Linked DNA regions of Sus scrofa: region 1 is linked to region 2. Evidence: chromatin contacts called from public HiChIP or PLAC-seq data. All regions are on one chromosome and are shown on one strand. The core of a region is the stretch at or near the end of the contact, and the rest is flanking DNA. Distances in the headings are between cores, read along the strand shown. Region 1 holds the start of SIK3 (serine/threonine-protein kinase SIK3). Region 2 overlaps BUD13 (BUD13 homolog).

The links. HiChIP or PLAC-seq counts read pairs in DNA pulled down with a chosen protein or histone mark.
Region 1: a contact with region 2 is called in an H3K27ac HiChIP or PLAC-seq map of alveolar macrophages. The contact joins the promoter of SIK3 here to the enhancer-like site in region 2. A contact is called at or near these places in 3 of 5 promoter capture datasets (fetal liver and liver), 5 of 47 Hi-C or Micro-C datasets (embryonic fibroblasts, epiblast stem cells, fetal liver and 2 more) and 2 of 2 datasets of contacts at active chromatin or transcription factors (alveolar macrophages and skeletal muscle).

Annotation. Positions count from the first base shown.
Region 1 is chr9:44,469,892-44,474,165 of Sscrofa11.1, reverse strand. It overlaps SIK3 (serine/threonine-protein kinase SIK3), which reads left to right and starts at 2,477. Exons shown (of 25, transcript XM_021062877.1): 1 at 2,477-2,749. The coding sequence starts at 2,477.
Region 2 is chr9:44,132,003-44,136,280 of Sscrofa11.1, reverse strand. The region is part of intron 9 of BUD13 (BUD13 homolog); the gene reads left to right. Among named protein-coding and RNA genes, the nearest start is that of BUD13, 31 kb to the left of the region's middle. Within about 2 kb of position 2,965, at least 2 of the 83 cell types and tissues checked have an H3K27ac peak or open chromatin away from gene starts, as enhancers often do. A contact at or near this core is called in alveolar macrophages, where this site is marked.

The DNA.
Region 1 (4,274 bases), core at 1,228-3,727, 340 kb before region 2:
AATCCTCATTCTACTACTTTCTAGCACTATGACTGTAGCAGGTTTCCTTAATTCTTCTGTGCCTCATTTTCCTTATCTGCAAAATGAGAATATAATATACAGGGTTCCTTAAGGCTTGTTGAGGATTAGGTAAATTGATTTATGTAAACTGCTTAGCATAGTGCCTGGCACATTGTTGTTATTGACTGTGAGTTCCTCCCCAAACTTAACTCAGTCCTTCGTATTCAATAAATAATTAAAAGCACACATCTAAGCTGTTTTCCCCTTTCCCCCCCCCGGATGATCATCGTGGATCACCCCCTACCTAATTTTCTATGTTCTTCTCACCAAAGAGGACTTTTAAGGGAGATCTGCAGCAAGTCTTTGTCCAAGTCTCAATAGGATATACCACCTACTGGCCTCAATCCATATAGGCACAGAGCTTAAATCACATAATTCACAGCATACACATTCTGGTCATTATTAGGGACAAGAGTGAACTTCCTCTTCTCTTGGGAAGTTAGACCAATGCTCCATTTTCTAGTTTCTCCCCAGAGGCTTCTTCATTTTTGACAACCTCCAGAGAGCAGCAGAAGTTGCCGTACTTGATGTTCAAATGGAACTCCGTGAGTGGAGGAGAGGATGTAAAGTCACTCTGAGAATGGGGTGCTGCTTCTGCAGTCCCCAGAGCAAAAGATTTTTTCCCTTGCCTTACCAGCCAGCTAACTATCCTGGTGAGAACTTTATCTCCCCCTCTCTCCAGGGAGATGGTAAAACTGGGACCCTGGGCACCAAAAGTTAATGTACAGTCCCAGCTAGAGGCAGGAGAGTCGAGTGGAAGTGTAAGAGAGGCTGGCCACATGCCATCATTTATCTGGGATTAAATAAGCTCGACCAGCGAAAGCGCTTAAACCAGTGCACGAAGCTGAGGACCACTTCATCCTCATCCTTATTTGCTAGTAAAGGAGCCAATTAGTGTTAATTGTGTTAGCAATTTGGAACAGCCACCAGGGAATTGATCCAAGGCAGTGTGGAATGACCTCTCTGTCCCGTCCTAGTCCCAGCTATTACTCATAGTCCGATGGGGAATCAGAGAGCTAGTAAATATCTTTGGTTCAGAGAAAGTAAATAGGCGCTCTGCTTCTCACACATTCACAGGGTCCTGGGTGTCAGCTTTTAATAGCGTACAGGCAGTGACCTGACAACACACTTTTGCCTTTGAGAGAGACGCAGATGTGGAGGGATCAGGACTGGACTGAAGGAATACATTTTAACATTGGTGTTCATGGTCTCCCCACCCCCCAACCGTCAACCTGCCAAGACCACCTTGTTTTTGAAAGCTCAGTCTCCTACCCCTCCCGGGCCCCAACTGAAGCTGTTAAAGCCAATCTAGTTAATAAAGGGAGCCAGGAAGTGAGGGTATGGGGAACTTGGGAGCTAGTGAAAGCTCTGGAGGGAAACGGATAGAAGATAAAAGATGAGGGAAGAAAAACATATATGAGATTTACTGTTGGAATTATACATTTGATCACCTTTAACGTCCTTGGAGAGTCGCTAGTAAGGGTGAAATTTTAATTTTATTATTTACTTATTTATTTCGCCCAACAGACCGGATTGTCTTTAACCATGACGTGACTCACTGGACAATGCCACCACTGCTTCATCAGGGTTATACAAGTGACAGAAATAGGGCGCAGGCACTTTGACAGTCATCTAGCTATAGAATTGTTCAGAGACAGGGTGGGAGGAAGGAAAATGACCTCCCTGCTTGGGTCCTCACCCACCCAACGACTGGAATGCGTGTTTGGGCTGGTTTCTCCGCCCTTGAACACACAAATCCTAGTTTCCCAATTCCTCTCTATTCGGTGACAATTAGATTGGTTGTACTGGGTGAGCTGGGTTTTGTAAGAGGTAGGAATTTTACTGAAGAATTCCCCTGTCTCTACCGACTTGGGTACAGTTGCTTCAATACTGTAGCTATTCCTGCCTTTGGGGCCTCAAGGGCTAAAATGGGACAGTGCTAATATTTTTGGTGATGAGGAAATATTTTGTTTTAAGGAGGCTGAGTGATTGCTGAACTGGGACAGAGGTCATAGTCGGGGTCACATTAGCGGTTCCAGGGGGATCGAGGGCAGGCTTTGGGTCGGGCAAAAGCACCCCCTCAACTCGGGCAATGCTGCGGCGGCTTGGAACCCGCTGGCACACTTGCGGTGCCCACTGTCTCCTCCCGGGAGGGGGGCACCCGGGAGCCGGCGCCGGAGGAACCCGGCCCACGCGGGAAGGTCGAGCTCGCCGGTGAGGTCACGGTTGCCATGGCTCTGGGCAGTGACGCGCGTCGGCACGTGACCAACGGTTGCCATGGCGCCGGGCCCAGGCGGCGCGGGCGCTCCGCCTCCCGGAGTGACGTCCGCCGCTCCCCCTCCTTTTCCCGCCCCCCTGCTCCCTCCACCCCCCTCGCCGGCTACCCGCGGCCCCGGAGGTTTCACTGCACAACAAGATGGCGGCGGCGGCGGCGAGCGGAGCTGGCGGGGCTGCCGGGGCCGGAGCTGGGGGAGCCGGGCCAGCAGGTCGCCTGCTGCCTCCGCCCGCCCCGGGGCCCCCGGCCGCCCCCGCTGCAGTGCCCCCGGCGGCTGGCCCGCCGCGTCCTCCAGCCCCGGCCTCCCGCGGGCCGGTGCCTGCCCGCATCGGCTACTACGAGATCGACCGCACCATCGGCAAGGGCAACTTCGCTGTGGTCAAGAGGGCCACGCACCTCGTCACCAAGGCCAAGGTAGTGGCGCTGGGGGGACCGGGCGGCGGGGAAGCTGCGCGGCCCGGGACCGTCCAAGTGTGGCGGGGGCAGGAGAGCCCCGCGACACGGAGGCTGAGGGGTCGGCGCGGCGAGCGGGGCTCTGGAAATTGGAGAGCGTTGGGGACCGGGAAAACGGGTAGGGGGCTGCCGGGCGGGAGTGAGGAGAGGGCGAGCAGAAGGTGGGGGACACCGGGGTACCCAGGAGAGGGTAACTGCACGGCAAGGGGACGCAGGGAGCCAGTGATCACGGGGACCTGGGGAACTAGGGAGCCGGGGTTGGGGAGGGGGCTCCGAGAGCTGTACGGAGGATAGTAGAAGGGATGATTGGAAGGAAGAGGTTTGGAACTCTCCCGGAGCCTGGAGACAGTAAGCTAAGAAGACTCTGGAACCAGCAATTAGGAAATCCTAAGGGAATGAAGGCAGGGGAATAGGAAATGTGGACCAAGAGATGGGGGAAAACAAGGGTAAAACTGGCAGACGTGGGATGACGAGGGGGACCCACGATGGCTGGGACATATACTGGGGGTATGTGGTGGGCGCAGGGGGGGGGCGCTGGGAGATATGAGGGACCTGGTACCTTATGACAGAGGCAACAGTCAGCATTTGGTCGTCCAAGACTGATAGGTGGTGGGAATGAGGGTCTGAGGACAGATAAGATTATTGGAGGAGGAGATGAAAAAAACTGGGAAATAAGGAGGAAAAAATTACTTTGCTTTTCCACAGGAAGGGGATCAGGGAACAGAGGCGGTGGTGGCGGTGTGTCCTAGGTTTATGGTGGCACTAGGTATTTAGGGGTTAAACAATTTGGGAACGCTGGATTGCTGGTTATATTTAGTTGTTGGAGGGTCCCGGATTGTGAGCTTTATAGAACCCAGGGAGGGCTCTGAGTGATGAGGGGAAAGGCTGGTGACTGAGGAGGTGTATGAGGAACCCACTCATTGGGCCCTTTGGTTCCCAAGGGATTTGTGGGGCTGTAGTGGTGAAGTTGGCCAAGGTCAATTAGGAAGCCATATCCATACCCATAGAAAATTCATTTTTGGAGGAAATATCTTTAGCACTTTTCTGTGGTCTTCATTGGGAGTATTGGAATCATCAGGAGGAATTGTTTGGTTTTAGGACGCACAAAGCCCATTTGTACTCCAAATCTCTTCCTTCGCTTCACCTCTCACTTGAATGAATACTTTCAGTGTAGTCATTCATTATATTTTAAAACTGCAATTTGTGTTTCCCTCAACCTGAGTAGGGAAGAACCCGGAGAGCTCCTTCTTCCTATCAAAGCCACGTCAGTTTCCCCTCACCTCCTCAGCCCAGCCTCTGGTTCTTGTCACCTACCTTGTTTTTGCTCTTACAGCAATCACTTATTTTCAGAAGGCAGTTGACCTATTTCTGCCTTCTCTCCTGCTCACTTACAACCTGAAGTTCCCTTTTCCCTCCTTTCTGTCAGACTGCAAGGGGCCTTTCAGACCAGGGTGGCAGGGTGGGTGGCTGTGGAAAATTGATTGGT
Region 2 (4,278 bases), core at 1,716-4,215:
TTCATCAGGACAAGTGCTTGTCACACTCACTTTCATAACAATGCCTAGTGTATAATAAGATTTCACTAAATGTTTGTGTACTGAATGGATAAAATAAAAGATGTAGACATCAGTTGAGAGTGAGTTGGGCCTTTAGAGAGTAGTAAATGTTTGAAATAGTTGTCAAGGCTGATAGAAGGGTCTGAACAGGGACTAATAATAAAAGGGTGAATTATGTATTTTGTCTTTCTGATTCTGTTGGCTTATGTCTTAAATATTTTCACATGATCACCTGACTGTTCTTTTTGCTCACTAGATTGTGAACTCTTTTCTTTTTTCAAGAATAAATGTTCAATTCAGGATTCTGGCTGATTAGTATCTCTTGATTGCAGATCCAATGGATTTGAACAGAAGCGCTTTGCCAGGCTTGCCAGCAAGAAGGCTGTGGAGGAACTTGCCTACAAGTGGAGTGTTGAGGATATGTAACTTTTCTGAGGCTGTGGACTTGGTGGTGGATTGTGGTAGTGGACATAGGGCAGCCATACATCCGGCTGTAACAGTCATCTGTGCTAATAATCAGGGCCCACACAGACCAGCAGCTTACTGAATGCCAGTTTTGATGACAGAAGAATATTTGAGATGTGCTGTTTGGACTGAAGTACCTATACTTTTCAGGTGTGCCAACACTGCCTGTTGCTGGCTTTCAGAGGAAGTGTTGATTTCTCTGTCCCAGGGTTTGTTCTTGGTTAGAGTTTTTCTTTTTTAATAAACATACATTTATTTTTCTAAAATAATTTTCTCAATTGGATATTCTGTTTTGGGGGAGAGTACAAGCTCTTTGAACCCCCAGGGATCCTGGAAGGTGATGGTTAGATTTCTCATTAATCTAGGAAGCTGTATGAGTAAAAACTTTTACAGTGATAGATCATTCCTCTTAGAAAATAAGAATTATTACTAAAACTAGACTTATGAATAGACATGGTTATTTGGAGACATGGCGTATCATAAAGGAAGTGTCACAAAGTAGTGGGGAAGAGACGGATAATGGTGATCAGAAAATTGGCTTATTACATGGACAAAAACAAAGTTGGATTCCTACCTTTTTTTTTTTTTTTTTTTTAGGGCCACACCTGCAGCATATGGAAGTTCCCAGGCTAGGGGTCGAACTGGAGCTACACTGCTGGCCTCCGCCACAGCAACTCGGGATCCAAGCTGCATCTGTGACCTACACCACAGCTCATGGCAATGCTGGATCCCTAACCCACTGAGTGAGGCCAGGGATCGCACCTGCATCCTCTTGGATCCTAGTCGTGTTTATTAACCGCTAAGCCACAAAGGGAACTCCCGGATTCCTACCTTAAACCACATAAAGCAAAGAGAAATTCCAAAGTGATTTAAGACCTAAAGTAAAGGTAAAATGCTAAGGCGAGTAAGAAAAAATGGGGAGTATCTTCATGACCTTGTGGTGAGGATACATTTGTTAAATAAGATCTCCAAAGCGCAATCCATAAGATTTTATAGCTTTGCCTGCTTCATAATTAAAGATTTCTAGTCAGCAGAGCACCCCATCGTCAATGCTGAAGATGGGTATAGATTAGGAGAAAATATTTCCAATGTCTAAAACTGACAAAGGATTACATTTACAAGAGATTGAATATAGGAGGAACTACTGCAAATCTGCAAGAAAAACAAAACACAAAATAAAAATAGGCAAAGAATATGAATATGTAAAATCTAAAGGGAAAACCAGAATAGCTAATAAGTATATTACCACTAGTAATTAGAGAAATGAAATCAAAGCATTAATGAGTTTCTACTTTGTATCTATTAGCAAAAATAAGCAAGAGACTGAATTCTCATGGGGAATGAAAACTCATGGGGAATGTCAACTGGTGTATTCATTTTGGAGAACAAATGGACAACATTTAGTTGAAAATAATATCTGGGATGCAGTGTTGCAGATTTTTTTAGAGAATTACTCTGGAGCTATACCGAGTTTGAAATCCAGGTATGTCTTTTATTAACCGTGTGACCTTGGTAAGCCACTTAACTTCTCTGTGTTCTAGTTTCTTCATCTTTGAAGTGGAGATGATATTACCTACGTCATAGGTTTATTGCGAGCTTAGAACAGTGCCTGGCATGTAGTACATGTCATGGAATTGTTAGCTATTATTATTATTGTCTTCCTCATCATCAAATGTTGATAGCAGTTTTGATCAGCTTCCAAGATGACCCCCAATGATCCCTGACTTGTGGTATTTTAGCCCTTGTGTAGTTCCCTCCTTCAGTGAATAGGGCTGACTTATGTAACCAGTAGGAGGTAGTGGAAATGTGTGACTTCTGAGTCTGAGTCCTAAAAGACACGGAAGCATCTGCCTTGTACTCTCTTGGATCACTTGCTCTGGAAGAAGCCGGCTACTGTGTCATGAGGACACTCCAGCGGCCCTCTGGAGAGGCCTATGCAGAAAGGAACTGAGGCCTCTTACCAACAGACACATCGTGTTACCAGCCATGTGAGTGAGCCACCTTGAAAGTGGATCCTTTAGCTCTATTCAACCCTTTAGATGTGTGCAGCCCATGGCCACAACCTCATGAGAGGTCCTGAGCCAGAGTTACCCAGCTCTGAATTCTTGACCCAAAGAAACTGAGATAATAGGTATTTATTATTTTTTAATGACTTGAGATATAATTTACATACTGTGTAGTATATATCAGTACTACATTCCTGTTTATGGATGAGTAATATTCCTTTGTATGGATCTACCACATTTTATTTATCCATGCATCTGTTGATAGACATTTGAGTTGTTTCTGCTTTTGGGCTATTGTGAATAATGCTGCTGTGAACATTTACATACAAGTTTTTGTATGGACATATGTTGTCATTTTTCTTGAAATAGAATTACTGGGTCATATGGTACCTCCATGTTTTACTTTTTGAGGAACTACCAAACTTCTAAAGCAGTGTATGAGAGTTCCGGTTTCTCAACATCCTTGCCAATACTTGTTATTATCTGACTTCTTGATTATAGTTACCCTAGTGGTCTGAAGTGGTATACCATTGTGGTTTTGATTTGCATTTCCCTAATGCCTGATGTTGTTGAACATCTTTATGTGTCATCTTTGGAGAAATGTTTATTCAAATCCTTTGCTCATTTTTCAGTTGGGTTGTCATACATATACACACATACATACACTTATGTAGAAATCTTTATTCTGGTAACAGGGCTCTTATCAGATATATGATTTGCAAATATTTCCTCTCATTCTATGAGTGTCATTAAGCTGTTAAGTTTTTTTGTTTTTTTTTTTGTTTGTTTGTTTGTTTTTGGTCTTTTTTTTTTTTGTCTTTTTGCCATTTCTTGGGCCGCTCCTGCGGCATATGAAGGTTCCCAGGCTAGGGGTCGAATTGGAGCTATAACTGCCGGCCTATGCCAGAGCCACAGCAACGCGGGATCCAAGCCGCATCTGCAACCTACACCACAGCTCAGGGCAATGCCGTATCCTTAACCCACTGAGCAAGGCCAGGGATCGAACCCGCAACCTCCTGGTTCCTAGTCAGATTTGTTAACCACTGAGCCACGATGGGAACTCCCTAAGCTGTTAAGTTTTGAAGTCGTTTGTTATACAGCCATAGATAACAAATGCATTAAGTTTGTAGACACCCTTCATCAAAGCAGTTCCTCTTTTGGCTTTATCCTTCAGAGGAACTTTCACAGACCCACAAGGAGTTACATATAAGGATGTTTATCTATATATAGTTTGGGTAGCAAGAAGCTGAAAACAACTTAGATGCCTGTTCCTAACGGGTTTGATAAGTAAAATGTGGTATATACATATGATGGGATATTTTAAAGAACAGTCAGTTGTAGGCTGTTAGGAACTTAGTGACATGATAGACTTCAGGTAAGGAAAATAAGGAATTAGGAAATTTGCAGCAAAAATCGGCCAAGTAAATTGAACACAGAAAGCAACAGAAGCATGTCTAAAGGAGGATATATACTATGCCTCATTAGAATAGGGTCTGTGGGAGGAAACAGAATGGGAATAGAATGAGGAGTGGAGGAGGAAAAGGCAAACAAAAGAGAGGCCTTGCATGGATGAATGAGCTAGTGTCCCCCAACTCAGGCATGTGATCCATTCAGTTCTTTGCACTTGCGGCTCTATGCACAGATCCAGAAACAAGATCTTGCTCTAAGGAATTGACATTTATTACCTGTATTAGTTGGGGTAGGCTAAACTGCTATGACAGCCCCCAAATGGACTGGCTTGCCACAGTGGAAGTCTTTTTTCCTTCCC